2 separate regions of the Mus musculus genome follow, and region 1 is linked to region 2. A link is a contact called in public promoter capture Hi-C data. All regions are on one chromosome and are shown on one strand. The core of a region is the stretch at or near the end of the contact, and the rest is flanking DNA. Distances in the headings are between cores, read along the strand shown. Region 1 overlaps Rprd1b (regulation of nuclear pre-mRNA domain containing 1B). Region 2 holds the start of D630003M21Rik (RIKEN cDNA D630003M21 gene).

Region 1 (5,243 bases), core at 1,603-4,102, 190 kb before region 2:
GTTCTGATGACCACGGGCACTGAAGCGGCAGAGTGCATTAGGGACGTGAAGAAAACGACTGACTCTTCAAACAGCTGCTAAGCTGAGAGAAGCTATCTGAAATTGGAGTCTGGGGTTGGCTGTTTTGATAAGGCTTAGCTGGGTGCCTTAGTGTGACACTGTTCTGTCTCACGTGCCATGTGAGTAGCCTTGGGTGTATAAGTTAAGTTTCTGAGCCCAACTTTCCTATCTTGTTAAAAGGCAGGGAGCTTTTAGAGTCCAGCTCACTGTTTTACTCATCCATTTTCATGTCCTGCACTCCAGGCAGGAAAGGGCTGCCTTTTCCTAGCTCTTGGGCCAGGCACCTTGTAGTGCTTACAGACAAGGAGTGCACTCACATAGTCTCTCACAGGGTGTCCCAAGACGCGGCAGCACTGCATCTGTCCTGGTGCTAATAGGGGTGAGTAAATATTCTTTGAGTCAGTTAGGATAATCGTGACTAACTGGGGAAAAGATGTGGTTTAAGGGTACTATCTCTGCCCTATAGGGATAATAAACTAACACTTTTATAACTCTTCGCTGTTCTGAATTAGAAAAGGGTAAGTAGAAAGGGCTACAAGGTGGATACCAAGATTCCGAGGGCTTACCTAGCATGTGGGCACATCTTAAAACCATACAGAAGCCAGGCATAGTAACACACTTCTAGAATTCCATCACTCAGAGGCCAGCCCAGGCTATGTAGTGAAACCTTGTCACAAAGAAAACAAAGAGATGTAAACAGGAGACATTGGGAAACCATCTGGGCACATTCTACCTGATGTTTCCCAGCTCCTGTCCATATGCCAGGCTGTTTAAGGTCCAGTTTGGACCATGTTTCAAGGCTTCTTTCCTTCATCCTATCATTAGAACAGAAAGTACAATAGCTACTTTAATACTGTTGTAACTCATCAACCAAGAGTAACTTAGTAAGTGTTCTTGGTGTGCTTTTGCTGTGACCAGATGGTGAACCAAGGTAGCTGACCCATTAATTCCCCAAATAATTAGCAAGATTTTTATGATGCTTCTCTACTTTCATCCCCAAGCCAAAAAAAAAGACAAAAAAAAAAAAACCCTTTGAATTCAGAAAGTTCATAGGGTAGATTTGATTTGAGTAGTGGTTTAAATAACTAGACTATGAACATATTATGCTTATGCATACCTTGTTTTCTTTAAAGTTTGGAGGTAGTTACACATTCATTATTCAACTTGTGTTTGTTCTATGCCACACACTAATCCAGAGCTTGGGGAACAGCAAGGAGGAAGGCAGATAAGAACAGTGACGTGAACAAGACACTTTGAAATGATATGGACAATTAATTAGAATAGTGTTCTAGGGTAGACTCTTCTCCATACATCTTGGGTAAGAAGGTGACATTTGAGAACCTAAGGTGGAAATAATCGTGACATCTTAAGAGGAGCAGGATGAGATGGATATGGTAAACAAAGTAAGATGTGGCCCCAGATGAGATCAGAGAGAGGAAAGGAGTGGTTCCATAGTCCCTGGGAGTCTATTCTGATAGGGTGTCAGTCAAGAACTGTAAGCCAGCGAATGAAAACATTTCTGTAGACATTATAAAAAGCCCAGGTAAAATTAGAGAAAGAAAACAAAACATAAAACAAAACCTAACCATATAACTAGGATCTTTCCCCCTCATAATCTATTTGTTAATTGTGCTGCCAGGGACAGTTCATGAAAAGTTTAACCATTTGTAAAATCATGAGTAAGCACTTTTGGTAAAATTGTACCTGAGCCAGGTGGTGGTGGTGGCGCACACCTTTAATCCCAGCACTTGGGAGGCAGAGGCAGGCAGATTTCTGAATTCAAGGCCAGCCTGGACTATAGAGTGAGTTCCAGGACAGCCAGGGCTACACAGAGAAACCCTGTCTCAAAAAACAAAAAAAAAAAAAAAATTGTACCTGAATGAAAAGTTCACTCCATTAGCAGATATCCCTCTTTTTAGTCAACTATTCTAATATATGATAAGGCAATAAGTGTATATCTTTTTATTATATTGTAGAGAAAGTTTTTATTTTTGTTAAGTTTGTTTGTTTGTGGGTTTTGGAGATAGGGTTTCTCTGTGTAGCCCTGGCTGTTCTGGAACTTACTCTGTAGACCAGGCTGGCCTCCTAAATACTGGGACTAAAGGTGTGCACCACCACCTCCTGGCAAATTAATACTTTTTAAAGGTTTCTATTAGATGCCTTTAAAAAGAAGAGATGACAGAGTGGGTAAAGGCCAGACTAGCTGAATCAGCAATCTCTGGGTACAATTGAGAGACCCTGTCTCAGTTTGTAAGGTAGAGAACAACACACACACACATTCACATACTTGCAAACCATATATATGAAAGGCCCGTGTAGAGAATGGGTTGTGAAGGGCAGGGAAACCTGAGCTCAGAAGGAGTGTTGCTGTGGTGTTGGCTAAGGTGAGATTGGTTAAGACATTTGCAGTGAGAAGGCTCTCTCCATTTATTGAATGCTTATTTTGTAGTTGGAGTCTTCACCCTTGTAAAATGTACATGATGTCTTGAAAAGGGAGCTGGTATTGAGGCAAGAAAGAGATTTTTAGTGTGAGTCGATGGCTGGTCTGAACCGAGGACTGGGAAGCTTTGGTGGAGGAAGTAATTTTTGTTTTGTTTTGGCCATGTTAAGTTTGAGACGGCTGGTTAGGTGTTTCAAGTGGCAATTGTGGGTGGACACATGGTTAAACTAGTATCAAGTTCACAGAAACTTAGTCTTTGTTATTTTATGTATATGAGCATTATGTCTACATGTGTGCCTGCTTGATCACATGTGTGCCTAGTGGCCACAGAGGCCACACAGGGCATCAGATTTCCTGGAACTGGAGTTGCAGGCAGTTGTGAGATTCCATGTGGATTCCAGGAATCAAATCTGGGTCCTCTGAAATAGCAGCAAGTGCTGTGGTTGCTGAGCCATTTCTCCAGGACCCCTCTCCCCCTAATTTCTATTTTTTTAAAAAATAAACCCTAAAATTTCATTTGTCATTTGTGTGTATACACACTCATGTGTATGTACATGTGCTATAGCAAACACACAGAGTTCCAGAAGTCAGGTCACTCCTTCCACCATGTGGAATCCCAGGAATTTAACTCAGGTTGTCAGGCTTGGTGGCCTTAATTCCTGATTCTAGACTTAATTTCTTGAGAGGTAAATCAGGAGTTATTGCCAAATACATGATAATTCCTTATTGTTTGTGGGTCTTTATACTTCTCCCAGGTGGGTAATTTCCTGGGAGGTATCATGGTTGTTAGGTTTTATTGCGCTCAGGGATACAGAACAGTCAGCAAAGGGGAGAGGTGCATGGGTAATTGTGACAGGAGGTGGGAAGGGACTCAGCACCCAGAGCCTCCTCTAGGATTTGTGGAGGGTGCTTTTGTCACTGTTCCTGCAGAGTAAGTAGGCATTCACTTAGAGCCATGTTGTTCACACAAGTGAGGCACCCAGATCATTTGGGAGTGGAGAGTGTCCTGATCCCCACTTCCACCCTCACCCCAATCTCCAGGTCCGCTCCTGTCTTAGCTTTCTGTCACGGTGGAAGAATGCCAGAGAGAAACAAGGGAGTAAGGATGTAGCTGGGCTCATGGTTGCAAAGGCTTCAGTTCATGCTGCCAGCTCCTCCTCTTCTGGGCTGCAGGGAAGCAGAGCATCACAGCAGAAAGTGTGTGATTGAGCCTCTTGATGGCTTAGTGGCAAATATTTTAAAAACACTTTTCACTTAGATAGCTCTCATATACACATTATTATTTATTTGTTTGTTTTGTTTTGGAGACAAGTTTTCATGCTGCCCAAACTAGCCTTCAAAGAATTTGTGTGGTCAGGAATGGCTTTGAATGGATTCTCCAGCCTTCCCCCTTGAGTCCTGAGATTGCAGGCATGGACCACCATGCCCAGTTTATGCACTGCTGGGGATCAAACTCAGGGCTTTGTACATTCGAGGCAAGCACATTGCCAAATGCTATACATCCCCAGCCTCAAGAATCTCAGTGAACCTGGGAAAGTAGTGCCCCATCTTTTGTCAACTGCTTTCCTGCTCTAGCCACATCTGATTTTAGGTACCACAATGATGTCTACTTCACCGCAGTGCCTTACTTGAAAACCAGTTTGTTTAATTTATGACTTGAATTACTTTGATGCAAAAGAGTTGGAAGTCAAGTATATTTATATAAAAATTTTAAAAATTCATTTAAAAAAAGATTGATTCAGCCAATATGGTGTCTGTGAAAACAAGCCCCTTCTCGGAGGCTTCAAGTTACCTTCAGATGGGAAGAATAAACAGGTCTCCTGTGCAGCAGGTGAGAGGGATGGGTCGTGTGAAACCCATGAAGGAGCAAGAAGTGCCAGTCTTTGGGACTGGGGAGCTGCTGCTGGAGAGACAGGAAGGACAGACCTGAGGCCACCTGAGGCATAGCTGACTTAGGCTCTAAGCCTGATGACCAGAGTGGATAGGTGAGGTCAGAAAGCCTCAAGGGCTTTGTATGGACTTTGTTCTGAGAAGAATGGAAAGAAACAAGAGATGCCTTCCCATGGCAGCTAGAATTACTTTATTCAAACTGGAGAGTAGGCTGTAGGAGTGCAAGACTGGAAGCCGGGAGAGCAGTAATGAGGCTATCAGAGAAACCAGCGGAGGGCTGCCCCTTGGGCCGGGTTGTTGGCAGAGGACAGGGTGAGAGTAACTAATTTCTGCATACACTGTGAAGAAAGAGAGTGTCTTAGCATAAACCATAGAGTGCTTGCTTATAGCTGAGCTCTTTAAGATGTAGCAGAAGGGTTTCCCTGTTTCCCTAGGACTTACCTCTGAGTTAGAAAAAAAATTAACTTATACATTTCCTGACTTAGTACTTTGATCTCATTTCAGTGGACTTGCTACTAGTAATTTGTAAGTAGGACACTTGGCCAGACCAGGCTGAGTGTTAGCATAAGCTTCACAGAAGTGCTGTCAGTGCAGAAGGTGGGTATAGTTCCTGTCTGTTGAATTTGGTATTCTTGATGTTGTTAGTAAAGATACTTGACTTCAACCCTAAGATGTGGAGGTTGTTTGCCCTCCCCTTTTTGGCATAGTTTTATATATCTGAGCCTGGCCTCAAACTCACTGAAGCTGAGGATACGTGACCTTGAATTTCTGATGCCGTTCACTTCCCCAGTGCTAGGTTACAGTGTTGAGGATTGAACCCAGAGCTAGGCAAGCATTTTGCCAACTGAGCTAT
Region 2 (4,735 bases), core at 1,575-4,074:
CTCGGTTAGCCTATGGCATCCCCTCCTGGGTACCCGCAGGCTCTGCTCATGCTGTACCCATCTCTGTATAAGGTACGTGCCTACCCACTATTCAGAGTCCTGCCAGAGGGGCATCTCTTCTTAGGTTTCCAAGGCACCTGTGCTCACAGGCAAGGAATACAGACTCCTCTTGGACGTGCCCATTTACTCTAAATATGAGAAAGAGTTGCAGGTTGAAGGCTGGCCCAGGCAGCTTAGTGGGATCCTGCCTCGAAGTGAAAAAGAGAGCTGGGGGTGTGGCTCAGTGGTAGAGCCATTGCTTAGCATGCATGAAACCATGGGTTTTAAAAATCACAGTATTAAATCTCCTCCAGAGGCCAGCAAATGGCTCAGCAAGTTAAGGTACTTGCTTCCAAGCCTGATGACCAGTTTGATCACACTACAGAAGGCGAGAATCCACTCTGACAGTTGTCCTCTAACCTCCACACGCATGCTGCAAAGGCATGCTAGAGTGACACGCTGCAGTGAGCGGATTGTGAGCAGATATAGCACGGTGGTTTGGTTTGGGTGGATATTACAGGAAAGAGGAATTTCCCGGCAAAGAAAGCACATGCAAAGGTCCTGGGGCAGGAGGGACCGTGAACCCTGAGGGATTCTGAAGCCAGGTCTGAGTATTCAGGGCTCAAAGATGGGAGAAGAGGTGATTACATTTCTAGTCAAAGGGAAAATAGTGGTGTAGACCCCAGTGCCCACATAATAACCTGGATGTCGTCGCATACATGCTCACACACCCATCACGGAGCCGAACAGGCATGGGAGAATCCCTGGGATATTTCTAGCCTAGCCAATAAAATGCAAAATCCAGATTCAGGGAGAGACCCTGGCTCTAAGGAGTGGACGGAAGTTATGAAGGCCCTCCTCCGGCTTGCATGTGATGCAGGCACACATACACAGGCATGTGCCGTGCCATACACACCTCACATGTATACATATACAAACATGGACATTCCCTAACACCACATCACAAGATACACACACATGCATATGCATACACATGCGCATGCACACGCATGCACATACACGTGCATGTGCATATGTACACACACATATGTAAATAAAGGCAGAGATGAAAACATGGCTGTCCTACCCCTCAGGAAAGACTCTCTCGGCTGTTCTGAGGAGCACCCCAGGGCCTGACCTTTGACCTGAGAATCCGGGGTTTACTGAGGGTTTGTTTGTTTGTTTTTAAGAAAAATGAATAAACTGATTCCGTCAAAACCAGAGCTTTGACAGACAGATGAGCTGTGGCACCGAGGTGACTTTGCAGGGTGTGAATTCCAGCGGTTCTGCTTCATACTTCTGGAAGGGTGACAGTGTAGGCTCCTTGGCTTCAGGCTCTCATCGGTGAGATGAGGGGCTACAAGTCTGCAGTTAGAGTTGGTGGGCGTGGTATGTCTCCCACTCATAGAGAGCCCAGCACAGGGTCTTGCTATAGAGAGAGGCAGACAAACACTGCCTTAGGCCGAACCACTTAGGATGTACTTTTATGCCCCAAGAGCGGTGTCTACCGTGCCTCTGGCTCTGGGGTCTGAGTTTGGGAGCCTAGTTTTGTACTGTCTGTGTGCAGAGGTGTCTGTCCATATTTCAGCCCGAGCAAGCAGATACATGAGCCCCGTGTGCTTGTGTTCATTGTGGTTCGGGGATTGGTGTGTGCAGGCACGGAGTGAATGCATTTCTCTGTAGAGTTCTGGGTATGGATCTACACAGGAAGGGAAGCCCACCCAAGCCAGCACAGCAAATCAGAGTCAGGGGGTGAATGCCCTGGCCCATCTCCCAGCTCTGTCCAAATCCCCGGAGATTTGCAAAATTGCTCCAGAGAATCTTCCCCAATCCTGAACCTGTCTGGAGCCCAGCTAAGACTCTGAGCAACAGACTTCACTTTGACTCCTTCTTCCCAGACACAGGCACAAAGGCACACACAACTCTCCTAGAGGTCCCGTTCCCAGGTGCAGTCCAGGAAACCCATGCACAGAAGTAAGCCCTCCGCCTTCTCCCCAGATGCCTCTACACCTCATGCCCATGGGAAGGCCCCGTGCCAAACCACCGTATCTAAAATAGCAAAGGCACCCAAGATTTGGTGAGCAAGTCCCTCGAACCCACTCTCCTGCCCTCAGGGTCCGCCCTTTCTCAGCACTACTGTTCTGTGCTGGGTTGGGGCGGGGGGGGGGGGGGAGGGGGGGGGACACGACGACTTTGATTTCCCTCTCATTCCAGACCCCCTACAGGACACAGCACTGTCAGTCAGCATAAAGTTTAAAGCGCTAAAAAAAAAAAAAAAAAAAAAAAAAAAAAAAAAACAACCAAGTTTTCTGCAAGGCTCAAGGTCCAGAACTCCAGTTCAAATTTGCATACTGGTTTGGAGCGAGATGAAAGCGTGCATCTCTGCAGAGAGGCCCAGGCAGGACGCGAGGCCCAGGGGTGGATCTGAGCCCCACTCTTGCCCTAATTCTGCGGGAGCTGCGCACGCAGTTAAGCAACGACCCACACCAGGAACCGAGGGTCTCTAGGTGCGTGCGTGCGTGCGCGCCGCGTGTGCACACACAGACACACACACACACCCGGGGGCGCGGGGGGGTGGGGTGGGGTGGGGGCGTGCTGGAGAAAACCCAGCAGAGTGAGGTGGTCCAGGCCCAGGAGGGCGTTACCATGGTGATGCTCCTCTGGTCCCCGCGTTGGCAGTCTCTGTCCCGCGAAGCTCTGGCTCTCCTAGCTCTGGAGAGAGTGCGAAGGGCGAGAGGAGTACTCCTAACCCGGCCTCATCCCGAGGGGCAGCCAGACCCGGACAGGGAAGAGGGAGAGGGGACCCAGGCTGAGGAGGCGAAAAGGGGGGGGGGGGAAGAGGCGGGCCACCCCGTGGGGGGGGGGCGGGGCGGCGGCGGGACAGCGGCCCTTTGTGCGACGCCTTGCTCTGCGCCGCCCTGCTGCCGCCGCCGCTGCGGGTGACAGGAGCCCGACGTTGGTCCACTCCGCACCCCCTGCCGAGGCCACCGGAACAGTCTAGGGGTGTCTGGCGCTGCCCAGCGCTCCCTCCAGCGTCCCCACCCAGGACTGCTGGCTTCTTGTTCCTATCTGCAAGTCATTTTGTCTCCTAAGCCTCAGTTTTTCAACTGTAAAATAGGAAGGTGGTGGAGGTGATGCTGGTGAGGATAGCACCCCTTCCTGGAATTGGGGAGTAGATGTCAGCATCAGTCCTGACGGCCCAGTGTCAGGCTTGGGATGGCGGCTAACACACACACAGAGCCTTCAAGAACTTGAAGCTCCCATGGCAGACACCCACATTGCTATGAGGCAGGGTGCCCCAGACACCCACCACGCCTGTGGACTCCCTACCACGGAACCAATCGTGGAAGGAGAGGTGGGCTGTTTGGAAGCCCCTTCCTGAGGTGTTCTGTAGTAGCTTTCCCGTTGGATGACTCTGGAATCGAGCTTTTTATTATCAAATACTGCACTGAGCCAGAACGACACAGACTCCCTGTCCTTGGGGAGCGATGGAAGGGGGTGGGGGTTGTCACCTACGGGGAATGGGAACAAGAACGAGAGGAACAGAAAAAATAACCGTGAGTTAACTGCTGAAAAGGAATGGAGTTGATCAGAAACTCCCGAGAGGGGGCTGGAGAGATTTGGCCACCCTTCTCCAAGACACAGGTTCAATTCCCAGCACCCATATGGCCATTCACAACTACCTGCTAAGGGAATCTAAGGCCCTCTTTAACCTCAGAGGGCACCAGGAACACACATGGTACACAGATACACACTCAGGAAAAATATTATTATTATTATTATTATTATTATTATTATTATTATTATTAGAATGACGAGACCTGAGTGAACAGAGAGGGGCCGCAGGAAATGGAATTCCAGGCAGTGGGAACAGGCCACGGGAGGCCTCCAGGGGGATGGCTTAAAAAGATTGGGACAAGTAAGTGGAGACCGCAGGATGGCATGGTGGTAAAGGCTTCCCTTCTAAGGCTTATCCACAGTCATGTCCCCCTCACCGCACCCTACCCCACCCATTGATTATCTAGTCTCTTCACAAGAACCTGTGCTAGGAGCCATCCCAAATCCTTTTTTACTGAGGGACTAGTAATTCCCAACTAGTAATCTCACTCTGCTGTGGGGCTCCGAGCATTCCTTAGGGATGTTATTTAAACATCAGATAATCCCTCCCTAAGAAGCAGAGAGGGGAGGGGGCTTTTGTTGTTGTTGTTTTGTTTTGTTTGAGAAGGGTCTTATGTGTCCCAGCCTGAGGTAAAATTCCATATGCAGCTGAGGATGGCCTTGACCTTCTGACCCTTCTGTCTCTGCCTCCCAAGTGCTGAGGTCACAGGCATGCGCTGCTACTTGTGTTTTATGTGGGTCTGGGCCTTTGTACACGCTAGGCAAACACTCTGCCAACAGCCCCATAGGAATGCATTTGTTTAAGGGGAAGAAACAGCCTTCAGTTTACTGTGCAGAATTCAGCTGGGAGGTGGGGTTGTGAGTTCCGCGGACTGCAACGAGGAGACACAACTAGCAAAAGGGTCAGTTTTCCAGGGTCACGGGAGACAGAAAGGATTCTGAACTAAGTAAGCAGAGAAAATGGAATTGAAAAGGCCTTAGGAGCTTACAGAGTCTTTGAGAAAGCTTGGGTCTCTCCTCCGGGAAGGATGCTCCAGGAGTCTCACCGTCGGGAATAATCTAGAAGCCCCTGAAAACC

What was found. Promoter capture Hi-C pulls out the DNA fragments that hold promoters and counts their contacts.
Region 1: a contact with region 2 is called in a promoter capture Hi-C map of liver. The contact joins the enhancer-like site here to the promoter of D630003M21Rik in region 2. A contact is called at or near these places in 9 of 39 promoter capture datasets (3T3-L1-derived adipocytes, the C10 cell line, the HPC-7 cell line and 6 more), 4 of 484 Hi-C or Micro-C datasets (CD8 T cells, bone marrow-derived macrophages, embryonic fibroblasts and 1 more), 2 of 115 datasets of contacts at active chromatin or transcription factors (the HPC-7 cell line and embryonic hindbrain) and 3 of 9 other capture datasets (adipose tissue, liver and pancreatic islet).

What each region holds. Positions count from the first base shown.
Region 1 is chr2:158,037,014-158,042,256 of GRCm38.p6, forward strand. All of the region lies in intron 2 of Rprd1b (regulation of nuclear pre-mRNA domain containing 1B), which reads left to right. Among named protein-coding and RNA genes, the nearest start is that of Rprd1b, 11 kb to the left of the region's middle. Within about 2 kb of position 2,853, at least 2 of the 459 cell types and tissues checked have an H3K27ac peak or open chromatin away from gene starts, as enhancers often do. A contact at or near this core is called in liver, where this site is marked.
Region 2 is chr2:158,226,400-158,231,134 of GRCm38.p6, forward strand. D630003M21Rik (RIKEN cDNA D630003M21 gene) reads right to left here and starts at 2,825. Exons shown (of 14, transcript NM_177657.5): 1 at 2,685-2,825. The coding sequence starts at 2,687.